5 separate regions of the Mus musculus genome follow, and all the other regions are linked to region 1. Evidence: chromatin contacts called from public HiCAR-type and HiChIP or PLAC-seq data. All regions are on one chromosome and are shown on one strand. The core of a region is the stretch at or near the end of the contact, and the rest is flanking DNA. Distances in the headings are between cores, read along the strand shown. Region 1 has its middle 40 kb from the start of Cdca7. Region 2 has its middle 13 kb from the start of Gm39850. Region 3 overlaps Gm39849 (a long non-coding RNA gene). Region 4 overlaps Rapgef4 (Rap guanine nucleotide exchange factor (GEF) 4). Region 5 overlaps 6430710C18Rik (RIKEN cDNA 6430710C18 gene).

The links. HiCAR-type assays count read pairs that join an accessible place to other places. HiChIP or PLAC-seq counts read pairs in DNA pulled down with a chosen protein or histone mark.
Region 2: a contact with region 1 is called in an H3K27ac HiChIP or PLAC-seq map of embryonic stem cells, with 3 times the contacts expected there. The contact joins two enhancer-like sites. A contact is called at or near these places in 11 of 39 promoter capture datasets (3T3-L1-derived adipocytes, cancer-associated fibroblasts, cranial neural crest and 7 more), 4 of 484 Hi-C or Micro-C datasets (the HL-1 cell line, cerebellar granule neurons, cortical neurons and 1 more), 16 of 115 datasets of contacts at active chromatin or transcription factors (the NIH/3T3 cell line, SST interneurons, T-cell acute lymphoblastic leukemia and 13 more) and 2 of 9 other capture datasets (adipose tissue and pancreatic islet).
Region 3: a contact with region 1 is called in a HiCAR-type map of embryonic stem cells, with 4 times the contacts expected there. The contact joins two enhancer-like sites. A contact is called at or near these places in 5 of 115 datasets of contacts at active chromatin or transcription factors (embryonic basal ganglia, embryonic forebrain, embryonic stem cells and 1 more).
Region 4: a contact with region 1 is called in an H3K4me3 HiChIP or PLAC-seq map of embryonic basal ganglia, with 3 times the contacts expected there. The contact joins two enhancer-like sites. A contact is called at or near these places in 1 of 15 datasets of contacts at CTCF or cohesin (large pre-B cells), 4 of 484 Hi-C or Micro-C datasets (the G1E-ER4 cell line, colorectal tumor organoids, cumulus cells and 1 more), 4 of 115 datasets of contacts at active chromatin or transcription factors (embryonic basal ganglia, embryonic stem cells and forebrain) and 2 of 9 other capture datasets (embryonic stem cells and pancreatic islet).
Region 5: an H3K4me3 HiChIP or PLAC-seq map of embryonic basal ganglia shows a contact between it and region 1, with 4 times the contacts expected there. The contact joins two enhancer-like sites. A contact is called at or near these places in 3 of 484 Hi-C or Micro-C datasets (ECoMG-derived neutrophils, growing oocytes and myocytes), 2 of 115 datasets of contacts at active chromatin or transcription factors (embryonic basal ganglia and forebrain) and 1 of 9 other capture datasets (embryonic stem cells).

Annotation. Positions count from the first base shown.
Region 1 is chr2:72,513,675-72,519,445 of GRCm38.p6, forward strand. No RefSeq gene overlaps it. Among named protein-coding and RNA genes, the nearest start is that of Cdca7, 40 kb to the left of the region's middle. Within about 2 kb of position 2,512, at least 25 of the 459 cell types and tissues checked have an H3K27ac peak or open chromatin away from gene starts, as enhancers often do. A contact at or near this core is called in embryonic basal ganglia and embryonic stem cells, where this site is marked.
Region 2 is chr2:72,993,582-72,999,352 of GRCm38.p6, forward strand. No RefSeq gene overlaps it. Among named protein-coding and RNA genes, the nearest start is that of Gm39850, 13 kb to the right of the region's middle. Within about 2 kb of position 2,265, at least 221 of the 459 cell types and tissues checked have an H3K27ac peak or open chromatin away from gene starts, as enhancers often do. A contact at or near this core is called in embryonic stem cells, where this site is marked.
Region 3 is chr2:72,835,327-72,841,097 of GRCm38.p6, forward strand. Gm39849 (a long non-coding RNA gene) reads right to left here. Exons shown (of 3, transcript XR_866425.2): 2 at 606-795. Among named protein-coding and RNA genes, the nearest start is that of Gm39849, 24 kb to the right of the region's middle. Within about 2 kb of position 2,970, at least 81 of the 459 cell types and tissues checked have an H3K27ac peak or open chromatin away from gene starts, as enhancers often do. A contact at or near this core is called in embryonic stem cells, where this site is marked.
Region 4 is chr2:72,251,832-72,257,602 of GRCm38.p6, forward strand. It overlaps Rapgef4 (Rap guanine nucleotide exchange factor (GEF) 4), which reads left to right. Exons shown (of 31, transcript NM_001204165.1): 30 at 1,109-1,163; 31 at 4,418-5,643. The coding sequence ends at 4,545. Among named protein-coding and RNA genes, the nearest start is that of Map3k20, 31 kb to the right of the region's middle. Within about 2 kb of position 3,035, at least 88 of the 459 cell types and tissues checked have an H3K27ac peak or open chromatin away from gene starts, as enhancers often do. A contact at or near this core is called in embryonic basal ganglia, where this site is marked.
Region 5 is chr2:72,778,528-72,784,298 of GRCm38.p6, forward strand. The region is part of intron 4 of 6430710C18Rik (RIKEN cDNA 6430710C18 gene); the gene reads right to left. Gm39848 (a long non-coding RNA gene) reads left to right here. Exons shown (of 4, transcript XR_866423.2): 2 at 1,189-1,415; 3 at 4,217-4,304. Among named protein-coding and RNA genes, the nearest start is that of Gm39848, 5.4 kb to the left of the region's middle. Within about 2 kb of position 3,309, at least 37 of the 459 cell types and tissues checked have an H3K27ac peak or open chromatin away from gene starts, as enhancers often do. A contact at or near this core is called in embryonic basal ganglia, where this site is marked.

The sequences.
Region 1 (5,771 bases), core at 1,262-3,761:
GAAAGCGCTGGTACTGTCTCAGAAGAGTCTTCTGGCTAAGTCATGAATTAAACATATCCTTTTAGGAGCACATGTTCTCTCTCTAATCTTTGAGGTGTACTCTCCTGGGGAAATATTATTATTCTATTTGTTCCATTATTAAACAATTTAATAATTTGGGAAAATACTTTTTCTTATTCAAATGAAAACGAGTATTGTAGTTTGCAAAGTGAAAGGCAGGGTTTAATTTTTAGACAAAAAAAGGAATTAAAAGACAGAGGCAGAAAGTCATGTATTGTCTATGGAATAATCAAAGTGTTAAAATAAAATAAAATAAAATAAAATAATGGTATGTAATGAGTTCTCTTTCAAATGGTTTCTTTAAACTGAATTGTCTTCTTTACGTGATAGAATGAAGAATCATTTAATTTGGTATCAAATATTCATGAGCTGTGAGTGTGCTGTGTCACCAGAACGGGTGTGAGATCACAAACCAAAAAGCTAAGTATGGGAGCTCCGGGGAGCGGTGGACAGTGGGCAGCAGCTTTTCAAAGCTTGTTGCGCCTTTGAATCTGTGATACTTCCTTCTCCGGCGTCTCAAAATGCTGCTTTGAGTGTGTGTTGGGAAAGGGGTCAAGGATAAAGGATAAGAAAGGAACCTGGATGCAGATTCTCAAAGCTTCTGCTCTTTTGCACTTCAGGAGACTCAAAGCAACCCGGAAGTTGGAGCACAACTCTATGACAGATGTCCCCAGACACTTCGAAATGGCGCAGGTTACGACTTCTTTATCAGACGACCGTGTATATATCTTACACACACACACACACACACACACACACACACACACACACACACACAATTTTCTTCTTTCAAGTTATGATGGCTATATTTTATAATAAATTTGATTTATATGAGACTATATTTTATAATTCAGTTGATTGTGGCCATTGGAGGAGAGCAACATAAGTTGCCATATACATTGCCTATATGATTGCTTGCTGTGTACACGGCAGAGCTTTAAATTCTGGAAAGAGTAGAAACTGCAACCAGAAGCCAGCTCAATGGCTTGCTCCATAGTGCAGGCTCTGAGAACCTCCTTGAATCCCTTGGAGTGAACACATTAATTCTGTGGAGCTCTTCCTTCCTTTAGTCTCAGACAAATGCTCTCTTGCCACCTAGGGCTGCCCCTGTTTCTTTCTCCTCATGGCCTCACACTAGTGGCTATCGAAGCTGTGTCTTTCTGGGTGCCTTTTTCCTACAGAAAGCAGACCTGACCACTTTTCCAACTGTGATGCTCTGCTTCATTGGCAAGTTCATGAAGGTTGAACAGCACCTATTTCCTGAAGCGTCCCTTGTTCCAATACCACCCCTGTAAGCAGTCATTAGGCCTCACTCAAGACATCTCTAGGGAGGGAACTGACACCAGCTGAAGAGGGTTTGGCTAGTAACTCTCCTACAGCCCATCAGTGAGCCTCAGAGGGGCTCCTATTGCATCTAATCACACCTAATCTTTCTGCAAAGATGTTTAAAAAAAAACTGTGTAAATCAAGTTTTTGTAAATCTAATCATATGTTTTATGCATCAGGTGAACTTGGTATGTAAAGGTATCCCATAGTGCAGCCTGCTGAAAAATGAAGATCGGCTCCTTTTAGTATTCATTTCTGTAAATGTGAATAATTATTCATGGGGTTGAAAGAGGTTCGCCTTCATTTAGGGTTTTGAATTTGCTGTCTTTACATTTCTTCTTCTGAAAAGGTCTCCTGTATCCTAGGTAGCTTCTATGAGCAGCTGGATAAGAATGACCTTGAACTTTTCTTCCTCCTCCTCCTCCTCCTCCTCCTCCTCCTCTTCCTCCTCCTCCTCCTCCTCCTCCTCCTTCCACCTCCCAAGTGTTGCAATCACAGGCCTGTGCCACCAGGACACCTGGTTTATGAGGCGCCAAAGATCAAACCTAGGGGTGTGTTTACCAACTGAGCTATCGCTCCCAACCCTCCTAGCCCTCCTAGTCCTCAGTGTCTTATTTGCAGTGAGCCCCAAGTGGGTATGTGCTCCACTACTGGAGAGCACAGCTAATGGGCCCTGACTTCCCAGGTCTTAAGGAGCCCCAGCCCTTACAGCGTGTCCTAATGGGTCAACACCTAACAGAGAGCCAGCGGAAACCTTGCTGCCCTCTGCACGAGAAAGCCGGATTTCCATTTCAATGTGGCTCAGCCTTCCTCTTTGACAAATGAAAAGATAGAGACTTCTCAATTACAAATAGTGGCGTCCTTGGGGGTGGGTGTGTGTGGGTGGGTGTGTGTGGGGCAGAATTCTCTAGATGTTGGGCCTTGCAATTTCTCAGCCATCAGGAATTCTGAGACTCAAGTCTCAGAAGCTAGAGGAAGCTAGATGCCGGCAAGATTTTTATGGCACGATGCTTATTTTCCTACTCCACAGAGGCAGGGTTTTATGGCAAGAAGGGGCTTAGTGACCAGAGCAGAGTAAAACTAGGCTACTTTCCAGGTTTATGCCTCTGACCTTACTCCCGAAGAGGGAGCATCCGGGAGGGGTTTCTCTTCTCCCACCCTCTGGGTGTACAATACACCCCCAGATGTGCAATACAAAGGATCCGATATTCAAACATTTGAAAAATGTAATTCTTGTTGTGGAGAACGTGTCCTAACAAAAAGATCGGCTTTTGGGGGAAAGTCGGGAAATCCCCCAGTCTTAAATTCCCAGCATTTGACTTGGGCACAGAGAACTCGATCATCCTTTAGGAAGTAGAGCACAGGCGAAGAGAGGGGAGACTCACAGATGGCTGGATAGAGATGCCAGTCTAGTCTGTGGGAGAAGCCTTGACTGAATGTGAAGCAGCTGGCTGAAGGCAGGCTCAATCAGGATTTCTGGGGAATAAAAATACACTCGGTCTTGGCTCTGGATTCCAGCAGGGGGAGCCCTAACTCTGGGAACCCGACATTGCTCTCTGACCGCTCGCTATCCCTGCTTAGCCCTTTCTGAGTTCAGCATCCGTGGTCACCGAGCTTGGCAACAAGGTCTACAGATGATGTCGCTGAACCAGAATCTGAGGTCTCGGTCCGCGCATCCTTGGATGAGCAAAGTGGTTAATACCTTTATAGAAACACAGCGGAACAGGCAATTCAGAAACAGGTGATCAGCAGCAAAGAAGGAAAAAACATGAGGAAATGAAGGATACACTTCCCTCAGTTGTTACCCTCTCCCCTACACACCTCTGCTCTCCACAGGGAATGCGCTCTGATGCTTCCTCTGTTCGGGTGTGCTGAGCTGGGGGTGTGGGAGCTAGGTGGATGGACCAGGCTTCCAGTTAGTGCTGGGTTCCTGCTGCTCTCTGGGTTGTAGAACGAGAAACAACAACAACGAAACCCTCATATTGTAACTATAAGGAGTTAAGGGATTTCACTTGTCATGTCTTCTGAGTTCCACTCTTGGGGATAAGCAGGGAGATGTAGGAAGCCTAGCAAAACGTGGGAACGGCCTGTTGAAAAAACCAGCCCAGCCCACCGAGTACCTAAGAAGTAGCACGCTAGGGGCAGAGTTCAAAGCTGTGCTGTGTGTAGTATTGCTGTCTGCGGGAGTCCTCAGCACCTTCTATAATCATGGGTAAGGGTAAGGGGAGGCTTAACACACCCCACAGATGCCCTTGTCCCCAGTTTTGTGGAAAGAACACTAGCTGCAGCTAGAAGCTCTGTCGTTTAAGTAGACTAATGAAAACCCCAACTCCATTTTGTCTAATCTGAAATTTCTGAAATGTATGTGATCCTGACCAGACCCCCTTTTCCATAAAGTGCCTATATTCAAGATATGGGTGTTCTGTGCAGCCCACTTTGAGAAATTCTAAGAGAGCAACCTCCCTGGGCTTCTGGTTTCTCCTCTGTACCGTGTCATCGTTCATTCCGAGTACCCTGGTAATTCCTGATGAAGGAACTGGTAGTGCTCAAAACACACTCAGAACTCCTAGAACATTATCTTATGAATATACAGAGACTGGTCTTGTGATATACAGTGAATATCACGCTCACGCTCAAAGTAGATGGTGGGCTTGGGTACACACAGAGACACAGTCAGGGGACAAGATGCTTTCTCTGTGTTCAGCATATAAACCACACAAGTCCGGAGGCAAGTTTTTGAACCTTGCTTTACTTTCTGTGTGGAATGGTGCTGTGGTGCACGGTTCTTGGCCTTTCACATACAAGGCCACACGAGTTTTTGTTTTCACTTAAGCAAAGAGTGAGCATTATTGCTAGGAGACTTATTCAGGACCTCGGCAGATTGCAGGCACCTACTGTGTCCTCTAAAGAACAGCAAGGCCATACTGCATGAGTAAGGACTGCCAGCAAGGACATGGCACAAATCATCTAGCGGCACCTAACACTCTAGGTTGTGACGGACAGAAGCAGGCGTGGTCAGGTGTTCTGTAGCAGCCAGACAAACTGGATGGAAACAGTGATGGGAGATGAAACCTGTGGATCCCTTTCCCCGGGGGATATTGATTAAGCTGTGGCAGAAGGAAGACAGGGGATGGGGATCCGTTGTATGATGCAGGCCATCCACAGTGCTCACGTCCACTGGATGTCCCTGTTCAATGATATTTATCCAGCAAGTACTGGACTACACACCTGTGTGCCAGACGCTTACTCCAACCCAGTGGAAAGCCATTGTCCCAAACTCTTGCTCGAGTTCTGCGCTACTAAAGGGTTTTCCCTTCTGTTTCTAACTGTGGCCGATGACCTGTCAAATTCCACATTGTTATAGCTGGGGCTACACACGTTAGCACTCCTTATACATTGCCCTGTTGCTGTGGTTCCTATGAGTGCATAGCTAGGATGCAGGCTTTAGGAGAGCAAAGGCTGCACCCTTGTAATCTTGCCTCTAGAAATAAAGTCACCCAATAAGAGCAAATGACTGAAGCGTCTGGGGACTCCTTCAGGCTCAGATCTCTGCACTTTGAAATAATGCTGTTTTTGAGTGTGTAGTCTGTGCTATGCTGAATGCATCTTTCAGCTCTCTCAGAAGCCCACAGTCTTGTTCTCAGATGTTTCCTAACTGCTTCAGAATTAGAGGCTCTGATTTTGGGTTTACATCTATTTTGTTATTGATAATGTTGCATCTGAAGATTAGTTGAACTTGGCAGAATTAAGTGCCCCTTTTGGGGTGGTCTGAATTCATCTCAGCTTCCACTGATGTGGTCTTTCCCCCCTGGCTTTCTGTCTCACCACTTTGGATAATTATGAGGGCTTTGGCCCATTGCTGCAGCCACAGAAGGCACCAGCAGTCCAGGTGGCCCAGGGAAGATCTGTGGGTTGTGGTGTCTGGGACCTTAAGAGGAGCCCATGGGAAAAATGAGTGGCGGTTGTGGACTTCATCTCTGCCACTCTCCCGGCTCTCCTGCGGGCGTCCCCTCACCTCTGCATGCTTCACCTCCTCTTCTCATGGAATCTCACCTTGGGGATCTCAGCCACAAGCGGCGTATATCCAGGAAAAGAGAAGCAAAGTAATATCTGTGCCTGCTTCACAGCACTGAATCCCGCTGCTCCCTCCCGACTCCCTCAGACCGTACCCTCTGTGCACAACTTTCATCTCCAAGTCATTCATAAGATGTCAAAGGATGTACACTAAACCACCCAGGAAGTAGAGACATTTGAGAGGCAAGGATCCAGGACTTGTATCAATTGTGGAAGATGTGGCAGGGCTGGAACTCACTGGGTTCCTCTGATTTTCCCCTCTGCTTTGACTTGAAGTATGGTTCTTAAGCATAAGGATTTGTAGGTCATGA
Region 2 (5,771 bases), core at 1,015-3,514, 480 kb after region 1:
ACCTTGAACTCAGAGATTTTCTTGGCTTAGTCTCCTCAGATTCATAGCCATTATGCCTCAAGATGTCCATGTCAATATCCAGGTCAGAAACTTGTATCTCCCAGCCTCAAGATCAGGATCACAGGGGAGCCTTCCATGCCGGGCGTGGTGGCGCACGCCTTTAATCCCAGCACTCAGGAGGCAGAGGCAGGCGGATTTCTGAGTTCGAGGCCAGCCTGGTCTACACAGTGAGTTCCAGGACAGCCAGGGCTACACAGAGAAACCCTGTCTCAAAAAAAACAAAAACAAAAACAAAAACAAAACAAAACAAAAAAACCAAAACCAAACAAACAGGGGAGCCTTCCAGTTCTGGAATTTCATTCATTCCGGATATAGTCAAGCTGACAACCAGGAACAGCTACACTTGCCTACAGACCAATCCTATGGAGGCATTTTCTCAATTGAAGTTCCCTTTCTCAAAGATAACACTAGCTTGTGTTAACATGACCACCTCCCAGAAAACAACAACAACAACAGAGATAGTAAACATAATTTGTTTTTTAAAAAATAATTTGATCAAAACTTGGGGGCCTGGAGGGATAGCTAAGTGCTTGATGTGTAAGCATGAAGGCCTGAGTTCACACAAAAGCTAGTGGGGTAGTATACGTGCAACCCCAGCATGACAGAAGAACTGGATTCCAGAATGTTCTAGCCAGCCAGTTTAACCAAAACAGCAAGCTCCAGATTCATTGAGAGATCCTGTCACAAAAAAAAAAAAAAAAAAAAAAAAAAAAATGTGGCATGTAAACGAGGAAAATACCTAAAAAAAAAAAAAAGAAGAAACACAAACTGATCAAAATGTATATACTAATGGTGTATACCATCATGTTTTGAAATATGTATATATCATGGTATGATAATGAGTAAATAAACTAACATATGTATTACCTTATATATTTATCCTTTTTTAAGTAACTAAGAACACTTAAAATATTAAGACATAGAACTGGCAAGATGGTTCAGTGGAGAAAGGTACTTGTTGCTAAGACTAATGAGCTAAGCCCTCCTCCCCCCCGAACCCCAGCATGGTGGAAGAAGTGAAGGACACACACACACATAGATTAGTTTTTTCTTTTTTCTTTTTTTAAAAAGAATTTGTTTATTATATGTAAGTACATTGTAGCTGTCTTTAGAAGAGGGTGTCATATGTCACTACGGATGGTCATGAGCCACAATGTGGTTGCTGGGATTTGAATTCAGGACCTCCTGAAGAGCAGTCAGTGCTCTTACCGGCTGAGCCATCTCACCAGGCCCCAGATTAGTTTTTTCTAATGTAATAAAAAATGTTGAAGCTGGGCGTGGTGGCACACGCCTTTAATCCCAGCACTCGGGAGGCAGAGGCAGGCGGATTTCTGAGTTCGAGGCCAGCCTGGTCTACAAAGTGAGTTCCAGGACAGCCAGAGCTATACAGAGAAACCCTGTCTCGGAAAAAAAAAAAATGTTGAGCCTGGCAGTGGTGGTGCACGCCTTTAATCCCAGCACTCGGGAGGCAGAGGCAGGTGGATTTCTGAGTTCAAGGCCAGCCTGGTCTACAGAGTGAGTTCTAGGATAGCCAGGGCTACACAGAGAAACCCTGTCTTAAAAAAAAATGTTGAAATCTACTGTCTTGGCAATCTTCAAGTAAGCAGTCCTTGTTATTAATAAGTCACCGTACTGTACAGTGAGCCTTAACTTAACCCATCTAATCAATCTAATCGAGACTTTGTACACTTTAGCCAGTGTCTCCCCTCCTCTTCCTGCCTCAGCCCCTAATAACCAGCATTCTTCCCTTTCTATTTGACCAGCATCCTCACTTACATGTGAGATCACACAGTAGTTCTCTTTCTATGCCTGACTTGTGTCACTTAGTACATTGTCCTAGAAGTGGGTCTAATTCTAAAGCAACAAATTAGAAACACTCTAACATTCCTCCAGGAACCCCAGGTTGCACCCCTGACCGACTGCAGAAGGCCCCGGCCCAGATCTGGCTCGGTAAAACTGCATTACAGACATATTTCCTTGAGCATGTCAGCTGCCTTCATTCCCTTGCCGGGGACCTCAAGTTGCCATCCACTTTCAATATTAATGCAGCATGCAAGGGGAACAGGAGGATTGCAGCCCAGGCTGAAGCTGGGCTCCAGGCCAGCATACAGAATGCGTCTGGGCATGTCTGAGGGACTTGCCAGAAGTCTCTCTGCAGGAGGGATGGAGGAGGCTCACAGAAAATAACATCCTGAGGCAGTGGGTGTGGGGACTCAGTTTTCAGAGTCACCAGGGAAACTTTGAAAAACAATGGCTTCCTGCACAAGTATGTCCCTCCTTTTCGAAAGCCCTCACTCTCATGTTCTCTCACTCTCTGTCTCCTGGTCCCTGTCCACCCAGAGGTGCACAGGAGCCAATGACACCACTTCAGCGTCAGACTCAGCCCTTGGACTAGCTGTACACATTAGACCTCACAGGCGTGTTAAACGTTCAGAGCAAATAAGCTCCAAGACTCTAGGGTTGAGCCTGCTCGGTGAACGCTTTCATACTTTAGGGGCTGCCTGCTGTCAGGGCTTCTTAATAATGACCACAGACCCTGGGCAGTTCAAGAACAGGCCCAGGGATCTATGAATCCCTGGAACAACACACAGCTTACTGAGGGTGTGTGTCTCCTTTTCTGTGAGTTTCCTCAGGTTATAAGGAGAGTGTGACAATTAACAATGACTGCCCTGGTGGCTGCCAAAAAAAAACATTAGTGAATAGATTTTTGTAAGATCATGTAAATGTTTCTATGGCAGGAATTAGCCAGATAATAATGCTGCCCTTCCCGTGAATATGATTTTTACCTTAACCTGCCAAGACAACAGTTACATGAGAAATATGGATTCCCCACCCCCACCACACACTCCAAGCCTGATTCCAAAGCTTCTGCCTCCTCCCCAGCCAAAACCCAGTGTCTCCTTCCTGAAATCACTGCAATCCTTGGGACACCTCACCTTTCCCTAATGCTTTCGCTAGGAATATGCATATCATATCTCTCCTAATTATAGCCTCTGAGGGGAGGAGGAAGTCTGTCTTGTCCGTCTTCTTTCTACCTCAGTTTCCAATATAACACATTTACCTCATTATCAGATGAGAGAACTGATTAATTATAAATCATTTAGACTTGCTAGGCCTTTCTACTTTCTATGAAAACAACTAACCACATTTCCTTGCCCACGCTGCACTTAAAATACACTCCTTATAACGGATGGTGGTCTGCTCTATTAATTTACCTGGTTAGGAAATACTAGGCAGGTACTATCACCCACTGTTTTCCTCTCTTTTCTTTTTACTTGGTTGTGAACGTAGGTATATAAACCATCATGCCTTTTGTGAGGGACACAGAGCACCAAGCATGTTGTGTCCTGGTGCAGATGTGTACGTCTCGCAGCATGGACACACCTCAGGGAAATGTCTCATAAAGCACAGACCAAGCTGGGACAGAGGTTGGGAGGGACTAAAATACAGCTATTAATATAGGAGCTTCGTGAAAGAGTCCGCCCATCGGATTATGGGAGCTCTGTTCTGAAAGAGAAAGAGAAGCCTGAACCTGCCTGTAGGAGAGAGAGCAAACAGGAAGACGGCCCAGCCTCAGAGGTGGGTGTGGCCTGGCAGCAGTACAAGAGCTTTGGAGTTGGCTCCATGCGGGCTAGATAGGCAAGAGGTGCCAGGTGCTGGTTTTAGGTTCTGTTTTGTTTTAAGTCTGTCTTCTCATTTGGTCTTTTTCAGATTTGTGTAGGAAATTTCTGACTCTAGTCATTATACGTAACTTTACATTAGTGATATTGATTTAGGAGCTGCTTTCCTGGTTGCCAGAGACTCCCAGAGAAACCTGGCACCTTTCTCCTCTCTCTCTCTCTCTCTCTCCCTCTCTCTCTCTCTCTCTCTCTCTCTCTCTCTCTCTCTCTCTCTCTCTCTCTCTCTTTTTGGTTTTTCGAGACAGGGTTTCTCTGTGTATCCCTGGCTGTCCTGGAACTCACTCTGTAGACCAGGCTGACCTCGAGCTTAGAGATCCCCCTGCCTCTGCCTCCCAAGTGCTGGGATTAAAGGCGTGCACCACCACTGCTTGCTACCATTGGGAAAGTCTTTAAGACAGAGACCAGGAAAGTTCGTGCGGGTCTAGTTTAAAGCCACTTAAATCTCAGTTGAGGAAACAGCCAAGCAATGCCAAGGGGCTTGCCAGTGTCACACAAGAGGCCTAGAAGTATCCTTTGTTCCCTTCTTCTCAGTCTACTGTGTTTCTATCATACTAAACCCCCAAACAGGCACAATACACTGTGTGGGATGTAACTGGTGGAAAGAGCCAAAGGTGTGGCAGGGCAGAGAGGCAGTGCTTGAAAATAACAACAGAAGGGCCAAATATCCAGTTCTAGTGAACTCTGCTTTGGGCTCTGAGCTCGTCCTCCTTATCACCTGAAAGGAGACTAAAGCAAGATATGCACTCGTGTGGGATCCTAAGAAGCCTTCAGTAGTTACAGGCCAAACCTGTACACTAGAATTAAAAACAGTGCCCCATAAAATGAATCCACCTTTATGTTTTGTTTTGTTTTGTTTTGCCTCAGTTTACTAGGATGAACCACCTTTGAAAAGGTCCAGTCTTGTCACAATGGTGTAGGCTTAGATTTTTTTTTTCAATTTACATTTTTTTCTTTTCTCAACTTTTATTTTATTTACATCTCAATAGAGGAGCTGATACCCACAGCACAACGAACATTCTCCTTTTCTGAGCCCACTACTAAATTTATTTTTTATAAGGGTTCGTAAATGTTTTAACCTCCTTCCTAGCCCATCATCCATCAGAGGTAGTAAAAAGAAAAGGTTAAAAGAGCAAAGGAGGGTGCAGACCTGTTTAGAAAGAGTTCTTTGGAATAAATCTAATCTTTGCTGTCAGAATATCAATAGTTTAGGTCTTGTGAATCAGTAGCGGCAGCTCCATCCACTCACAAACACCATTCACAAACCAGCAATGGTAGGGCTCGCAAACACCATTTATAAATCAAAGGCAGGGCCATCCAGAAGAAACCACGAGGGCTCTGCCAAATCGGCACAAGTCTGTAAAGATGGAAAGAAGCAATCGGAACACCGTGAGAAGATTTTTGGTGCTTTTGCTCTATGAAGTCACAATAGTCGAGGATCAGCAAAGACCAGCAAAGCATCACAGGGTGAAAGGATGCAAGAGTCTCTGGATGAAGCTACTGTTACTGACTCGTTTTTAGTGTTTGCCTGTTGGGCTGAACTACCACTACTGATTTGTGTTTGGAACGGCTCCAAAGAACTACTTCTTTTAAGATTTATTTATTTTTATTTATATGAGTACACTGTAGTTGTCTTCAGACACACACCAGAAGAGGGCATCAGATCCCATTACAGATGGTTGTGAGCCACCATGTGGTTGCTGGGAATTGAACTCAGGACCTTTGGAAGAGCAGCCAGTGCTCTTAACCTCTGAGCCATTTCTCTAGCCCCAAAGAACTACTTCTAAACAGGTCCACATCCCCCCCCCACCCCCGTTTCTATTAACCTTTCTCCGCCCCCCCCCCAACCTTTGGTTGGTAGCTTGAAGGAAGGTTGAAAACCCTTATTAAAGTAGGTTTTGAAAAAAATCTAAGCCTATAGGTGATGCCCCATGTTGGGTGCCATCTGTTAAAAAGTATTAAATTTCACTTTTTCTTCTCTGTCCTGTTCCTAGACCATAAGCTTTGGCTTATTCCCTGACTAGCTCCTAACTT
Region 3 (5,771 bases), core at 1,720-4,219, 320 kb after region 1:
GTATTATATAATAATATATAATTGTTTGTATATTTATATATAATACCATATCATATATAATTAGTTATATTATGTATAATTATATATAAAATATATAAATTTTATATTATATAATATATTTGCATATAATTTTCTATAAATTACATATATAATTTATTACATACATAAATATAATACATATAATTTATTAAATTAGTTTATGTTAAAGTAGTAACAATTGTCTCAGATCTGAAGACTCTCAGTCCTCTAAGAATAGGTTCCTCAGTTGTCTCAACCTGGTACTGAGAACCTGTAAGGTTTTAAGAGAGCCACAGGTCGTTAAGTCCGTGATCGAAGCCTGGAAACTACTAGTTCTAATATCAGCAAAAGAATCAGTGGCATCAACAACAAGCTGATTCAACTCAGCAGCAGGAAGCAAGCCACAGGCACAAAAGGCAGATAATCCTCCTTCCAGCTTTGTATCTAGGCTGCCACAGAAGGCACTGCCTACACTGGGGGCGGGTCCTCCCACATTAAGCCAATCAGGACTGCTCTTCAGTTGAGGCTCCCTACTCAGGTCACTTTAACTTATGACAAATTGACATTAAAAAAAAAAAGCCTCTCACCGATATACTAATCACGTATTCCATTCTTGTATGCGGTACATGCATGGCTGTGTCCATCTAAGCTCTGTCCATATAAGAGATGTATGAAGCAGGGGCGGTGGTCCACAGTGGCTGCCAACAGCCTCACTCTAACATGGTGGTCAGCAGAGCTGACCTTCCCATATGGCATCCCAGAGCTCCTGGACAGTGTCTTGGGAGGAAGGAAGTAGGGTGTTAGTTGCTTGAGGTCCTTAAGTCAGCACAGCAACATTCAGTCTACTGATCACAGCATTTCCCAAATCACCCTATATTCAACAGCAAAGAGGTGTCTCAATGGAAAAAAAAATTAAAATATTTGAAGCCATTTTTAGTTCTCCACAACGGCTTTCACTAGATGCCCAATAAATATTTAGAGAATAGATTGGATTCAGCTTTATTCCATGAAAAATAACAGAACTGGAACCGATACAGAGTGAAGGAGTGTAAACGTGAGTACGTAGAGCCCAGCCCAAGATCTGATTCCACGGGAGGAGAATCAAAGTGGTGATAGGCTGGGCATCATGGCGCATGTCTTTGATCCCAGCATTTGGGAGGCAGAGGCAGGCAGATCTCTGTGAGTTCAAGGCCAGCCTGGTGTATACAGTGAGTTCCAGAACACCCAAGGCTATGTAGAGAGACCCTGTCTAAACCAAGCAAGCAAACAAGCAAACAAGCGAAACAAACAAAAAACCCTCCATTTTTGTTTTGTTGCAGACTTTTTGTTTCGATTTGACAGTTTTTGTTATATAAGGTGTTTTTGTTTTTTTGGTTTTTTTGTTTGTTTGTTTGTTTGTTTGCTTGCTTGCTTGTTTTTGACTTTCATTTCTGTTTTATTTGTTTTGTGAGAGAGGGAGAAAGAGAACATGAAGTTCAGTGGATGGGTAAGGAGGTAGGGAGATCTAGGACTAGGAGAGAGGAAGACACGATCAAAATATATTGTATGAGAAAAAATAAATTAAAAAAGATATGGAAGAATTCAGCAGTAAATAAAAAGAAAAAGTCTCTTGCTTATGATAAGCCAACCATGCTTCATTGGAAGGGCATGTGTCTAAGAAAACAAAGGCAGCACAAACTGGATGGGGTGAATGGGAGAGAAGAGAACACAAAGCTGGTTTGGTAAGGATAACTTGGGAGGAGTCACTGGGGAAGTGAATCTGATCAAAACCCATTGTATGCAACTTCTCAAAGAACTGATTTTAAAGTGAGTAGCTAATTAACTGAAATGACAAGTCTCTCCAAGTGCTCTACTCAGTAACTCATCATTTTCACAGCATTATGGGGGACAAGCAGGACTCACATCGCATTTAGTCGTCTGGGGATTGTCACTGCAATTACTTGCCTATGATGCTCAGAACTCTATGCGGAGAAGGAGGCAGGAAGATTGGAAGAGCCAGAGGTGGAGGATGGCTCCAAGAAAACTGTCTTCCAGACACAACAGGAGCAACATTGTGTCACTGTCATATGTGCAGCTGCCCATACTGTTACCTTGTATTCATCTGCCACTTCTGGCTCTTACAGTCTCAATGAATGAATAATGAAAATGTGGCGTATTTACACACTGGAATATTTTTCAGCTATTAAGAAAGATGAAATTTCGAAGCTCACAGGTAAAGGATACAGCTGGAAACAATCATTCTGAGTTAAGTATCCCTGCCAAGTGTCCCTTGCTTTCTTTCATTTGTAGGTGTTAGCTTTGACGCTTTAGACACATACATTTCATTTGGAATACCCACAGAGGTCAGGAAACCAGAAAGAGGGGTGGGGGTGGGGGAGCCTTCAGGGGAGGGGAGATACATAGTTTTTCTGTTGTTTTTTTTTTAACTTTAGCAGTTACAACCAAGACTCTGATTAGCCTGGTCAGGTAGACTTAATCCTGGGTGCAGGTAGATCCCAGCGTTGTGAAGACTGATGCTTTGTCAGGTTTCACACACCTTCCCATTGCTACCGTGCAAATGCTTTAAAGACCGTGAAAATCAAACACTAAACAAATCCAATCTTGTGACCAGAATAAAAAGCATGCCTGAAGGAATTCAGCCCGTGTGTCTAATAAAAATCAGTGGAGACCTTTCCAGGAAGATGATAGACTGGATAATACTTCCACCAGCTTCACTTGAACCCTTAAGGGAAGTTTCTCTAGTGCAGTCACTGAAGGAAAATCCATACTTCATGGCTTTTGCTTAGCATGGAGGAAAAACATACCAAGTCGCCTATGTTTGCAGGAAACGTGAGGTGCTGTGGGCAAAAGTGGGAAGAACCAATGCAAATTTAGCAAGCCAGATAATAACTGGGGAAACCCCGACTCTCACCATCACAGTCTCATTGTCTGAGGATGTGGCAGGCCAGGATTGGCTGACCTGTGAATGACCTTCTTAGACTGTGTAAACAAGGTCAAACAAGTGACATCACTTGGGGTGAAGGAATGAGTCATTAAAAATAGTTATCCCACCCACACTTAGAATTGAACAACTTCTTAGGGGTAATAAAATCTCTCTCTCTCTCTCTCTCTCTCTCTCTCTCTCTCTCTGAGCTCAGAGTTTCCCTGTTGTAATTCCTGTCACTGTGACAAGGACTTAAAGCACTCAATCTTAAAGAACCCAGACCACGCCTTCTTTGACTCCAAGGCAAACAACCGTGTTCTACCTTGAAGAAAATGTAAAGCTGGGTTGAACAGCTTTGAACCGTGTCCAAGCTTACAATGGTTTTCTTTAGCATGTATCAAAACCTAAACAACAATGCTGGGCTGTGTGTAACAGTGCAACAGTTAAGGACCTGGTTTGGCACTAACTGCATTAAGGTGGTCCCAGTTCCACTACTCTCTGGTATTGTAACTCAGGCCAGGTTCATGTGTGCCTTTCATGTCTTGCTCCTTGATTGACAACGGGGGTGGGGGTGGGGGAGGATAGTTTGACTGAGAATTACCTCCAGCCATTCATACATTTAAATACTTAGTCTCTATTGGTGGGCCTATTTGGGAAGGATTAGGAAGTTTAGCCAGGTTGGAGGAGGTGTGTTACTGGGACAGGCTTCAAGGTTTCAAAACACTCAGGGCATTCCCTGAGTTCTCTCCCTGGGGATCAAGGTGTGAACTTGCCACTATGTCTTTGCTCCACCATCATGGATTCTAACCTGTTGCAGGATATTTGATCACAAGGTGAACCCCAACATTGTTTTTTACAGAAAAAAAAAAAATAGCTGTTTCTAGTTATGATGTGGCTCAGCCTTAGCACACACCTTTAATCCCAAACAATGAAAGTAAAGTTAGTTTGTAGAAGGAAGCACTCATGTTTGAAAGTGATGTACAATTGAGTGGCAGGCAAAGTGACAAACCAGAGAAAGATTTGACAGAATAGGACGTGCCCAACTCTCACAAGGAGAGGAAAGGGAGGCTGCTTAAGAGAGCCGTGCAAATTTTTGGTGTTGCTTTGTGTAGCTACAGTAAATTGTGCGAGCTGTACTGAATGTTACAGAATTCATTAGGAGTAAAGCATGGGAATGTGGCATGAAATTTGGAGTGGGCATGGGCAGGTGGTTCTGCATGTAAATGTACTGGCTGTTCTTCCAGAGGACCAGGATTTGATTCCCAACACCCACCTATAACTCCTGTTCTAGAGGATCTCATACTGTCTTCTGGCCCCTGTGGGCACCACCAAGCAAGCAAACACTCATATAAATGAAATAAAAATACTTTTTTTTTAAGAAAAAGAAAAAAACAGAGAGAGAGAGAGCAGTGCGGTGTGTGTGTGGGGGGGGGGGAGGAGAGCATTTTACTGGGCTAGTTATAGAGATAGGTTGCAGTGACAGAAGGAGCCAGAGAATGAGAAGGAACCAGAAGATTAGAGCAGATTGCTAGAGTTAGTTTGAGGCCAAGCAGAGCAATTCAGGAAAGGCCAATGGAGAGAAGCCAGATGGTGTCAATCAGCTTGGAGAGGAATGTGAGCCAGAACAGCTGCGTTGACTTGCTAGTCACAGCTCAGAAAGAACTAGGAAGCCGGGATGAGCTTACTCAGCACCAAGTCTCAGAGGCTGAAAACATTCTAGGTCTAGGTTAGATCGTACAGGCCGGCTAGAAGCTTCCAGGACTAGGTTAGCAGACAGAGGCAGTAATTCTTCCCAGACAACAATTTCACTCGAGGAAATAAATGATACTTTTACACTGAAACTGCAAGGGATTCTTTTATAAAAGTTGTCTTGGTCCTGGTGTTTTGTCTCAGCAATAGAAAAGTAACTAAGACAAAGGAACATGGTAGTTGTGCCGGTTAAGGTGAAATAACATGTAAATCATTACATAGAGTCTGCGTATGACTAAGGCTCAAGAAGTATGAACTATCATCATTATTATTTCAGCTGCCAAATAATAGTTTCTGTTTAGATTTCTGAAATCATTGGAACTGAGGGAATCTTGAATGTGACCTGCTCCTTCACACCCTAACTCAACTCAGTGACTTAACCTATACCCTGATTTTTTTTTAGTGTTTTTATGAATAATAAACAACTTATTCTTTTATTATGTGTGTGTTTACTCATTGAAGTGGAAAGCCATTTCTCACACAAAGAACTTAGCTTTTTAAATGAACACTAAACTCTAGTCATAGCATCGAGATGTAGCTCATTGAGGGTACTTAGCATGTTTGGAACCCTGGGTTTGAGCCTCTGCATCAGAGGTTGGGATGCGGTTATAACCCACGTGTGTATTCATATCTTCATACTTAGTAAAGAAAAGAAAAAAATCAAAGCCAAACAAAGTATATATCTGAGGTCATAGCTACTGTGAGGGTTAGTGTTAATTGTCAATCTGACGAGCTCCAGGCTTATCTGTGAGTGGTTATTCATGCCTTTGAAGGGTGGTTTTGATTAGGTTAATTAGGATGGAAAGACTGACACTGAAAGTGGACCATACTATTTCCTTAGCTTGGGCTCTAAACTGTTCCAAAAGGGAAAAGCTGGTTGAACGGAAGCGCTCTATCTCTCCACTCCCTGACGATGGATGTGAGGTACCCAGCTGCTTCAAGTTCCTATGCCTTGACCTGCTGCCAGGACGGACCATGCCCTGGCACTGTGAGCTGAAACACCTTTCTCCCTAAAGTCATTTTTGTCAAGGTATTTTATCACAGCAACAGGAAAAGAAGCTAAAACGACCTCATGAGCCAT
Region 4 (5,771 bases), core at 1,785-4,284, 260 kb before region 1:
AGTCTGTCTCAAGACTGTTCGAAATGCAAGTGGCATGGAAAATAACCACTGGGTAATATGAAAGTGAAAACCAAGGCATGCATAAAGTGTGGCTTAATTTTTTAAAATGTATCTGCATGTTTATTTTTAAGCTATCAGAAGGCTAGCCTGACGGTGATACACACGCCTTTAATCCCAGCACTCAGAAGGCAGAGGCAGACAGATCTCTGAACTCAAGGCCAGCTTGGTCTATAGAGTGAGTTCCAAGACAGCCAAGGCAATACAGCAAAACCTTGTCTTGAAAATCAAAGCCAAATGATACATATACAGTTAATTATTTTATTTTGTATTGTTATCTGATATACACATATATATATGTTTGTATGTATATGTGTATGTATATATGTATGTGTGTGAATATGAATATGTATGTGTATATGTACATGTATATGAATATTTTCAGAAGGCAATGTACCAAAATAGTAATGAGTTTACCCCTTGAGTTACTTCCTACACAATTTTTACTTTGTTCTTACCATTTTGATTTCCTACAGGGTTACTATATCAGTGTTATAAATTAGGAGGTGAAAGGAAAGAAGGAAGGAAAGCAAAATTTGAGTTGAAACTGATAATTTTGCTGACACTAAAAATGGGGGGGGGTGGTCATGGAAGCATAGTGGGGCAGCAACAGTTCAAGGAGAATATTCTGACTTCCCCTTCAGTCAGTGGAATCTACCACCTCACCGCTGAGTCCTGCTAACTAGGAGAAACTTGAAAGCTAACCCTCCTTCAGATCAAGACCATTTCAAAGGATGGTGGGAACAGTTTCCCAGCGTCAAAGCACAGTGTCAGCGTTGCATTTTCACAATCCAAGGAGCAAGCACACAATAAGACAAAGACCTGTGTCGGGAAGTCATGAATATTCGTTACCTGCAAATGCTTTGTACTGGGATGCCTCGTAATGCCATTGTGCAAGTTCCACATCAGCCAGCTGCCTTCAGCACTCCAGAACATGCTGTTTCCTGTGATACCAAGTCTTGCTGGAATAAATGATGCTCCCCCCACCCAAGGGGGATTATACACTAAACTGACTGACTCGATTTTCCCTTTTCTTTTTAATTCCTTACAGCGCATGATTGCAAACACTGCCAGAACAGTACGGTACTACAGGAGCCAGCCCTTCAGTAAGTTCTGAGTTACTGCATGCCGTCATGGACATGGTGGTGATTAAGTCCTTTTTAATGAGACTTCCAAGGCACTCTGGGAGTCTGGATGGCATGTGACACAGCGTGAACCGTGAAACCCACGTGTGCCTTGGGTTTAAGAACTTTGTTTTGCTGTTGTAAGGCTCAACTATATTTGCATTGTAACCCTAGAAAATAGGGTCAGGCTATTATTTTAATAAGTGAATTTGAAGGAAATTCATTTGCTCATCTCGGTGTAGCTAGAACAGGTAGGCTGCAAAGGCCCACATAAGCCTGCCTCCAAGCTGTTCTCGGGTGTGACTCATGCTCGATGCTGAGAAGCCCAGCAGCCCTCAGTGAGTCAGTACTATCGTTTATAAACTGGGAAAGGTAATAGTTACTGTCTTCTGAGTATGCGTGAGTGTTTATAGCACATTTGCAGAGAGTCCTATGGCAGGATTCTACACAACATTGCCAGTATTTCAGGTGCTCTTTTGAATGTTGGGTGTATGTCCTGAACACCCATGCTATTTTTTCATATGTTTGAAATATTACTATTGACAAATGGCCATTTTAACCTGTAGGGAGTTAGGTTTCCTCGTAACACCAGCAGGGCAAGTTAGATCAGTGAAGCCGTCTCCCCAGGCCTAGAACTTGGGATAAGAACCAGAGCTTTGGGGGCTGGTGAGCTGCCTCAGCGGGCAGGAGCACTGACTGCTCTTCTAAAGGTTCTGAGTTCAAATCCCAGCAACCACATGGTGGCTCACAACCATCCGTAATGAGGTCTGATGCCCTCTTCTGCTGTGTCTGAAGACAGCTACAGTGTACTTACATATAATAAATAAATCTTTAAAAAAAATGTTAAAAAAAAAAAGAAAGAAAAAAAGAAAAGAGCTTTGCACCTCCAGTCTGGTTTGGGAGAGAGCAGGCGAACCCTTGGAAGTTTTGTGCTAATGTCATTATGTGAGTCATTTTGGAGAACTGACATCGGTAAGAAGACACAGATGTGACAGCAGCCTACCTGAATATCCTCTCCAGTAGAGACTGACAGGTTCTCGTTTTAATAATCACAGTGGTATGCTCTTTGTAGTGTAGCTCTGGCCCAAAGCCAGAGCTTGCTAACAGAATGCCAGAACTACTCCCTCCTCCTTGTCCTCCTCCTCCTCCTCCTCTTCTTCTTTTTAATGTTCAAGAGAAAAGAACAATTAGAGAAAGTAGTCTTGGCTTACGGAGTGAGAAGAGCTCTAAAAGTTAATTCAACCAACCATGCCCTTGTGCTTCTAAAAGTGAGAATGGTCTTACACGTCGCCAAGCCTTTCTCCGTGGATTCTTCCTGAATTCAAGTGTCTCATATCTTTTCCTATAATAATGTGCTCTGTGTGTAAAAGACAGCCATAGATTAGCTGAAAACGAGGAGAGAAAGTACCAGTTACAACAAGCTCTGTAACCAAAATCCACAGCCCTTCTGGGGATTTGGAGCTGTTTTCGAAATTCCACGCAAACAATCCTGTGTGCTGAATGAGAGCTCAGAGCCTCAAGAAGGGTTCTCAGGGGGCTTCCAGAGCCAAACAGGAGCAGTAATAGGCTCGGCTTTGTTCCGCAGCCTCTTCGGCAGTAAATTCTACATTCTTCCACATCTTTGAGACAAGTGAGGGGATTTTTTTTTTAAATTTCCACTGCATTTGTTGAACTTATCAGCAAGTGCTCGTAAACAGCAGCTGCCAGGCTCTGAAGTCAACAATCTATAGATAAAACTATAGGAATAGATTCATAAACATCGTGGGGCTATGTACAATGTAATTACAGTATATTGTACATGCAGAGTACGCTGCCAGTGGGAAGCAGAGGAAATTAAGCACAATGTGTTCTGTGGTTCACTGTGGTATTATTTATATGTGATAATTATACTGATGAGTTTCTTCTTACAGCGAGCAGGGGCCTTTGTAGCTTGTCTTTGCTTTCTGTGCTCAGACCTGCTTCACACCCCACACCCCCCCCCCCCACAACCCTTTACGCAGATGGCAGTCTAATTGTCTTGTGGAGTAGTGGGTGGAGCTAACAGGAGCAACCGGACTTCTGAAGGCAGCGCAGGGGTGGGAGGGAAGAACTTTGGTTCAGAGTCCAGATTCCAGCTTGGCTACTCCCCGTTTACTGCTAGAGAAGAGAGTGAGCCCTGGGAGAGGGACCCGCGAACTGCAGCCGAGGTCTGGGTTATGTTTAAACATTTCCTTCTCTGTATGGAAAGTCTTGATTTAAAACTTGGAGAAATTTACACGGGAGAAATTTAGAGTCCCTGTTTCAAAAGGAAAGGAAAGAAAAAGGAAGGAAGAGAAGTGAAGGGAAGGTCCTGCTGGCCACTCTGGGCAGATCCCTACAAGGTGATGACAGTCAGGAGCTCCGTAGCCACTTCCCAAGGTAGTTTGCTTCCAGTTTCCCCGCTCTGCTATTAAATCTGGCCTTCCTCCTTCTTATATATATATGGTATGTAGGAAGTATGCACATTAGATTTTCTTAGAGTCCTGGTTTGGATAAATCCACTTACCTCTTTGATAGCCCGGGTACTCGCATCCATAGATAAAACAGTCAGTGGACTTTCGGAGCAAGTCATGTCAGAGAAGAAAAGTTTGCTAGAAGTCACCAATTAGCCAGAAGGTATCCTTACCCAGTTCAAGCTGTGCCTAGGGGCATACAGCTGGAGTGGTGCTGTATACATATACAGGCAAAGGGGACCTATGAGGCCCAGTGCCCACTGGCTGGCTTCAGATCAGTCATGATGTTAAGTGCTTTTCTGAGTTGCTAATGAAACTCCATCTTTGACATTAGTCCTCATCTGGATCAAAGGAGGTGGAGTCAGAGTGTGAGACATAGAGATGAGCCGGGAAGGAAAAACAATTTTCATCTATCACCAGGGCCATCAGACAGATGCTTTCCTTTTTATTTGGTGCCTGTGTGTGTGTGTGTGTGTGTGTGTGTGTGTGTGTGTGTGTGTGTGTGTGTTGTGTGTGTGTGTGCAATGCAAAGGAAAATGATCAAAAGAGATGATTCCAGGGGGAGGGGGAAAGAAAATTGGAGAGTAGAAGGAAGTAGATGGACCAACCAAGTAAAAATATTCCAGTGAATGTGTGTGGAAAGGTCTTGACAGAACCCAGGGAATGTATTATGATAAATGCAATACGTCATTGGGAGGAATAAAGCCACATCTCACATGCAGATATTACCCAATGCCAACTCGCCTGCTATTATTCTTTTAACAGATCCGGATGCCGCTCAAGCTAATAAGAACCATCAGGATGTCCGGAGTTATGTACGGCAATTAAATGTGATTGACAACCAGAGAACTTTATCACAGATGTCACACAGATTAGAGCCTCGAAGGCCATAGACATCTGAAGTGCCCAGAGTGATGTTTTGTCTCCAGTCCACAATCTTTCAAAAGATGCTGTGTATGCTACTACTGACTGTGTTGCTACTAGAGAATTCTCCAGAATGAGCAAGAGACACATCCTGAGAGCCCCTCGGGGCTACATCCTGCTTTCCAACCACACAGGAGAAGCGATCTGACTTGTCTAATGCTGCCATGCTGTAGCTTAGGAATCATCAGTTATAGTCACCCTCCTTCATTGTTGGCACGCCAGCACCAGGCTCACGTGAAGAAATAACCTTGGCGGGAGGCTACATCAGGGCCCTGACATCCCTTCCCAGGCTGTTTGCAGCATGAGACTGTGCCATACGTAGATAGGTTTCACTCGGATGCGCCGGCGATGATATAATTGAATGAATTGTTTACTTAGCACCTTATTTGGGGTCTGGGGTCTGGGGAGGGTATTGAGGATACCGTAAAAGTCCAAATTATACATCGTGTTCCTCCATGTTCATAATCTAACCTCTGAAGGAATGGAACCTCACCACAACACTATGAAACATTATGGCTGTTTCGTCTGTAATTTCGGAATGATCTATAGAATAATATGTTTACATTGTAACTTTTAAAAACTAACAAATCAGGATTGCATACATAAGAATGCCACTAAGAAACACCAAGGTTCTTAATACCGCCAGCGTTAAGATAGAAAGTAACATTTCAGAAGAGCACAATATGCACAAAACATTTTTTCAAAATTTAAATATTTTCCTGGGCATTAAAAACGTTTCCACTACAAATTTATTGTTACTGATGAAAAAATGCATATTTTCTGGAGTTAAATGTTATTACAAAAATCTTAATTTTCAGCAATTGTTTTGCACTTTCAGATAGATTGTAAATAGGTTATGCAGTCAATGATATAGAGTTATTTATTTGCTACATAATAGACATTGTGCCAAATAATTCCTTTTTATTTATTTTATTCAGTATGAAATTTTGGAGTACATTTTTTCTGTTTTCTTAATTAGACCACATTTAATGTATAGGAATTGTATGTACATATCTCTTCTGTAAATAACAGCCAGTATCTTCATTAAATATACTTGACAAGAAATATTTTTATTGTTAGTGTCTTTGATACAGGAAGTATTACCTTTCAATATTGTGGGCCCTGGTATATTTTTTCATTTATTCATTGTGTGGTGTGCATAAAACCATTATGACTGACATCAGATTGTGGCTGT
Region 5 (5,771 bases), core at 2,059-4,558, 270 kb after region 1:
TCTTATCTGTGTGACAGAAAAGGCTGTGTGCTAAGTCGCTCATTGTTGAGAGATTATATTAAGTATATCATGAGAACTTGACATTTTGACATTGTACTTTAATGTACCCCTTGCTGAATACCCATGACTTGCCTAATATGTCTTTTTATATCAGTATAGTCTTAGAGTATCAAATTATCCCCAAGCAGGAGAGAGAGAGAGAGAGAGAGAGAGAGAGAGAGAGAGAGAGAGAGAGAGAGAGAGAGAGAGAACACTGAATTTGAACCCTGAATCTCAAAGCACAGAGTACATTCATTGTGGATCTTTGGGGGATCGAAGGAACTTTTCACAGGGGTCGAATATCAGATATTCTGTATAACAGATAACTACATAATGATTCACAAAAGTAGCAAAACTACAGTAATGAAGTAGTAACTAAATAATTTTACGGTTGAGGATCACCATAGCATAAAGAATTGTATTAAGGGTCAGAGCATTAAGAAGGTTGAGAACCACTGACTTAGAGGATTAAACTATAGGTCAAATGCCCCGGTCTGATAACTTTCATGATCAACAACACTGGGCCTGTGTACCTGTGTAACCTCTATAGGTTTCATTCTGTAAGGGTCAATGACTTGCAGAAGAATAATAACCAGGACTCAGATAGTGTGCCAAAGCAAAGAGTGTTTTATTCTGCAGAAGTCCAGTATGCTGGGGTCTCCCACTTACCGAGATGGAGACTCCCAAATGAGCTTGCAGGCTCAATTTAAAGCACATTAGAGGAATTCCAGAGAGGGGTAGGTAAGCTTTATCTTAATTGCTTGGCTGTATTATCTAGGGACATTCCATAACCATTGCTGGGGGGGGGGGTGTCAGGAGGGGGGCTGGAAACTGTTGCTGGAAGCCTGGAAACTGTTACTGACCCATTACCCTTGCCTCAGGCCAGGTGGCAGAACAGTTTCTGATTGGCTGCCTGAGGCCTGGAGTTTTTCCAGTAAATGATCTGCCTGGACTTGCCCAGTTCTTCGAAACAGAGATCTAGGCCTAGTCTCCTGAACTGCCAGCTTGAAGCCTGTCATAGAGTAAGCCTGTCTCAGTCCCCTCAATTCCTGTACTTGGAAGTGTGAATAGCCTTCTGATAAAGAAGCCACTGACACATCACTCTCTGTTCATTTCCAAATAACTAACCTGCACCTTCATATGTATCAGCACTGGTGACACCATCTAGCAGAATCTACCATGCTCCACCAAATCGGCACCAGTCAGCAGGAGCCACAAGAACCAGCAGGAATACCAGGAGAAGCTCTCTGCCTTGCCTCTCTCACCAAAGTGAACGTCAGTGAGACCAACGAAGCGTTGCACAGCTAACTATGCAAATGCATTATAACTGCCCATTCAGCCTATACTCTCTCCAAATGCCATGTGTCATCTCACAGGTCTGTTTCAGCAAAACATCACATGACTCTGCATCACATGACACAACCAGAAATTTCCACTTCAGCTGCCTTAGAGGATAGAGCAGAGCCTATATGAAGAGTCGCAAGAGAGCTATGAGCTCACCCACTCCGTCTTTTCTTACCAAAGTCCACAAATGGCTTTGATGAAATTGTTCCTAAAATCCTTTCCAGTTCCAAGTTCTTTGAACCTATAAGTAATTTATAGAAACTTGTTTAAGTTGGGCAATAAATGGAAGGTGAAATGGAATTGTTAGGTTAGACAATCAAAACTAATGACATTAAAAATAGCCAGGTATGGTGGCGCACACCTTTGATCCAAGCACTCAGGCTACAGATGTAAGTGGATTTCTGTGAGTTCAAGGCCAGCCTGTTCTACAGAGAGTTCCAGACTAGCCAGGAAGACACAGTAAGAGCCTATCTCAGAAAAAAAAAAAAAAAGACATAAAAACAAAGTATTAAACAGTCTTAAAAGATAGGAAGATAAGCCCTAAGACTTATCAAGATTCAAATCTTACTTTTAGTCATCACTGTTAGAACGTTCTGGGCAACTTGGTGATGAAAATAAGTCCTGAAAAATAAGTGGGCTCTTCTCTAAAGGTGCAATATTAACCAATCAAATACATGGACTGCCTCATAGCAGGAAATAAGACATGAACTAACATTTTCCAGATGTATGTCAATGGCACACTGATTAGGGAGCTATCAATATTGGCAGAGAGTTAATGATGGACTGATAAGGTAATGTGCTGGCTTGGTAAAACCGGCAGTGTGCCATTTAGAATGACTACTGAGCTCAACAACTTTCCACGCTAGGATGGCATCCCCACCTGTTCTAGAAGGTTCCCCTTTCATAACTCTTCATCTCCATCCTGCCTGCATGCCCACATACATACTCCATCCTGCCTGCATGCCCACATACATACTCCATCCTGCCTGCATGCCCACATACATACTCCATCCTGCCTGCATGCCCACATACACACCCTCTAGTCCACACCCAAAACTGTTCACTCAACAAAACCTCTATTCAGGGTCTGTACAGAGAGTACAGAGATGGGTCTTCAGAGCTGAGGAAAGATGAAACAATAAGGGGGAATAAAGACGTTCTAAAATCGGCTGACTTACGGCATTAAATCAGTGAGTTACATGACATATGAACTGTAAGATGTTTTGAAATGTATGTCTCTTGATTAAGTATCTTTGACGACCTTGGAGGTAGCAAGGGTATGGAAGGGTGAGAAAACAGATCTGAAGCCACACCTCGGAAGCTCAGGTTGGTATTAGGGAAATGAGTCCCACCCCACATAGGAAGAGCCTATCTCAAAAAGGGGAAAAGAATGGTATAAAAACAAACCACTACAATTCTCAAAAGATAGGGGGATATAATGTGCCAGTCAATGGCACACCCAGCCACTGAGTATCAGGCTCAGTCCAGGTAACTGCCTGCTTTACCCAAACCTCTTCGGAATGGATTTGGTTTGCCCGAAGGTTCCTTGAAGGTGAATTTCATCATTGAGCTAGGCCTTAGCTGGTCTGAGAAAGAACGCAGGGTACTTCTGTAGTACCGTGCTAGCCTCTGGCATCCAGAAGGCATTAGCATGCTGCTCTAGCAGAATAGTTACCCTAGTCTCTGCAACACACCTCCCGCCTGATTCCTATCCAAAATTCTAATTAATAGCAATCCATATTTTCACACAGCTCTGGCAGTTTGAATATGCAAGTGTCTATTCAATGCTCCAGAGACCCTAAGCACTCTTTCCAAACACATGGCTCTTTACAAGAGCTCCCGCATCTGAAATGCAGGCAGTGCCTCTCCTGCACCCTCCTAACAGCGTGGCAGCTGTGCTCCCCAAAGCCAACAAAGTGGGTCCTGTGTGCAGAAGCCATGCCTCAGCTACCAGTCACCATCTGCCTGGTTGGTGGGCGAGGAGCATGAACACAGAGAGACAGCTGCCCTCCGACAATGGGAGGAATAGCTGCGCTTCCTCGGGGCTGCTGGCAACAAGGGGGAAATGTCTGAAGAAAGAAAATGTGAGATTGCTGTAAATTTCAGATGCAGCTTCTATTGTGCCTCCTCACAGCTAAATGAGCACACTCGAGGGATGGGCTCTGTTTAGCAACTGTAACAATTAGGCGCATTTATATAGAATAAGACACTAACAAGGCTAAAAGACTATTGTCCGGGACAAAGAATCCTGCTCACAGGCCCCACCGTAATAAATGATACCTTTTTTTCAAAAAAAGCTTCCCCAAAGCATCTCTTACACAAAACAACTATCACTAATTACTTTGTCATGGGTACAAATAAAAATTACTTTCCTTAAAAATTCTAATTTGAAATAAATTTCCCTAGTCACAACCACGTACTTAATTAATTCTTTATTAAGATTGTTATCAATTCTGAGTGATTGTCCTCAGGGAAGTTAGAGATTGCCAGAAAAAGCCTTTACCACTTAGCTCAGTCCTGACAGCACAGAGTTCTAAGTGCTTTAAAAGAAAGTCGGGGTGGGGGGTGGGATTTAGACAAGTCGGTTCTCAAGAGGACCAGGAAAAGCACACACAGTGTAACTGTGAAAAGTTTGTCTTGGCTAGAAGCCATGGCCTTACCTGGGGCCGTCACAGCAGAGTCTCATTCAAAACATGCCTTTCATTCGGTTCGAGGTGACTGCTAAGGCACTTCATGTACCGCATTACCGGTCCCCAGAAAGTCAGAAAACATTAAAAGCCTTCATTATTATTAACTATAGTTTTTTGTCTTTTCTCTTTTTTCAAAAATACAGTGTTCCTGTACAACCCACTCTGGCCCAGAACTAACAGTCTTCCTGCCTGTTTCCCAGAGCTGGATCTCTGATGTGTGTCAGTACACAGGTGGCTTTTTTATATCATATATACAATAAATGTCTAAGTAGATACAGAAGCTGAGGTTACGTTTCCACTCTGAGGACTCTCACTCTGAAAGACACGTAGGTTCTTGGACTGGAGAGTTATGAGAAAACTGACAGGTGGATGGATGTCCCAGGAAGGACTGTGGCGGGTCATGGGAGGTCGTAAGAGAGGAGGTAGGACATCTGATTTTTTTTTCCAGTTTTGTTGCTTGAGGGGTACAGGAATTAAGCATAAGTCTTCTGCGTATACTATGTGAATACTATACCACGGAGCTGTATTTGCAGCCTATCCTATTAGATTTCCACAGACAGTGAGAGGTTTGAAGATGCAGTTAAGAGTCTCAGCGTTGAGATGAAAGGATGGACCATGTAGAGATCCACCAGGGATCCACCCCATAATCAGCATCCAAACGCTGACACCATTGCATACACTAGCAAGATTTTATCGAAAGGACCCAGATGTAGCTGTCTCTTGTGAGACTATGCCGGGACCTAGCAAACACAGAAGTGGATGCTCACAGTCAACTAATGGATGGATCACAGGGCTCCCAATGGAGGAGCTAGAGAAAGAACCCAAGGAGCTAAAGGGATCTGCAACCCTATAGGTGGAACAACATTATGAACTAACCAGTACCCCGGAGCTCTTGACTCTAGCTGCATATGTATCAAAAGATGGCCTAATCGGCCATCACTGGAAAGAGAGGCCCATTGGACACGCAAATTTTATATGCCCCAGTACAGGGGAACGCCAGGGCCAAAAAGGAGGAGTGGGTGGGTAGGGGAGTGGGGGTGGGTGGGTATGGGGGACTTTTGGTATAGCATTGGAAATGTAAATGAGCTAAATACCTAATAAAAAATGGAAAAAAAAAAGAGTCTCAGCGTTTCTCAACCCTTGGGGTGGTAGTTGAACGACTCTTTTATAGCGGCTGCATATCAGATATTTATATTACAATTCATAACAGTAGCAAAATTACGGTTATGAAGTAGCAATGACAGTAATTTTATGGTTGGGGGTCACCACAACATGAGTAACTCTATTAAAGGGTCACAGCATTAGGAAGGTTGAAACCCACAGGAGACCAAGGAGAAAGAAGGGATGGGCCTCTAAATGTTCCTTTGGGGGAAAAAGCCTTTCAGTAGAACCAAGGTTCTCCTTGCTTAGAACCAGAGTTTCAGGGGTTGCTGGGTCACACACAACTTCTGCTTGGTGATTTTCAATATCTCAGTTGTTCCTTTGCTAAATTTAGATCAGCTGGTGAGAGACTGAGAAGCCATGGCCCAGACAGCCACTCGCTGGAGTGGAAGCCAGCCTGGCAGGCAGGATAGAGCCTTGGTGTCATAAGCATGGAACCTTGGACTGTTGGTCCTACCAGCCACCTGGAGAGTCTTGGGGAGGGACTGAGGGTCACACACAGTGTCAAAGGAAGGACTTTTGCCAGCAGGTGAGCTA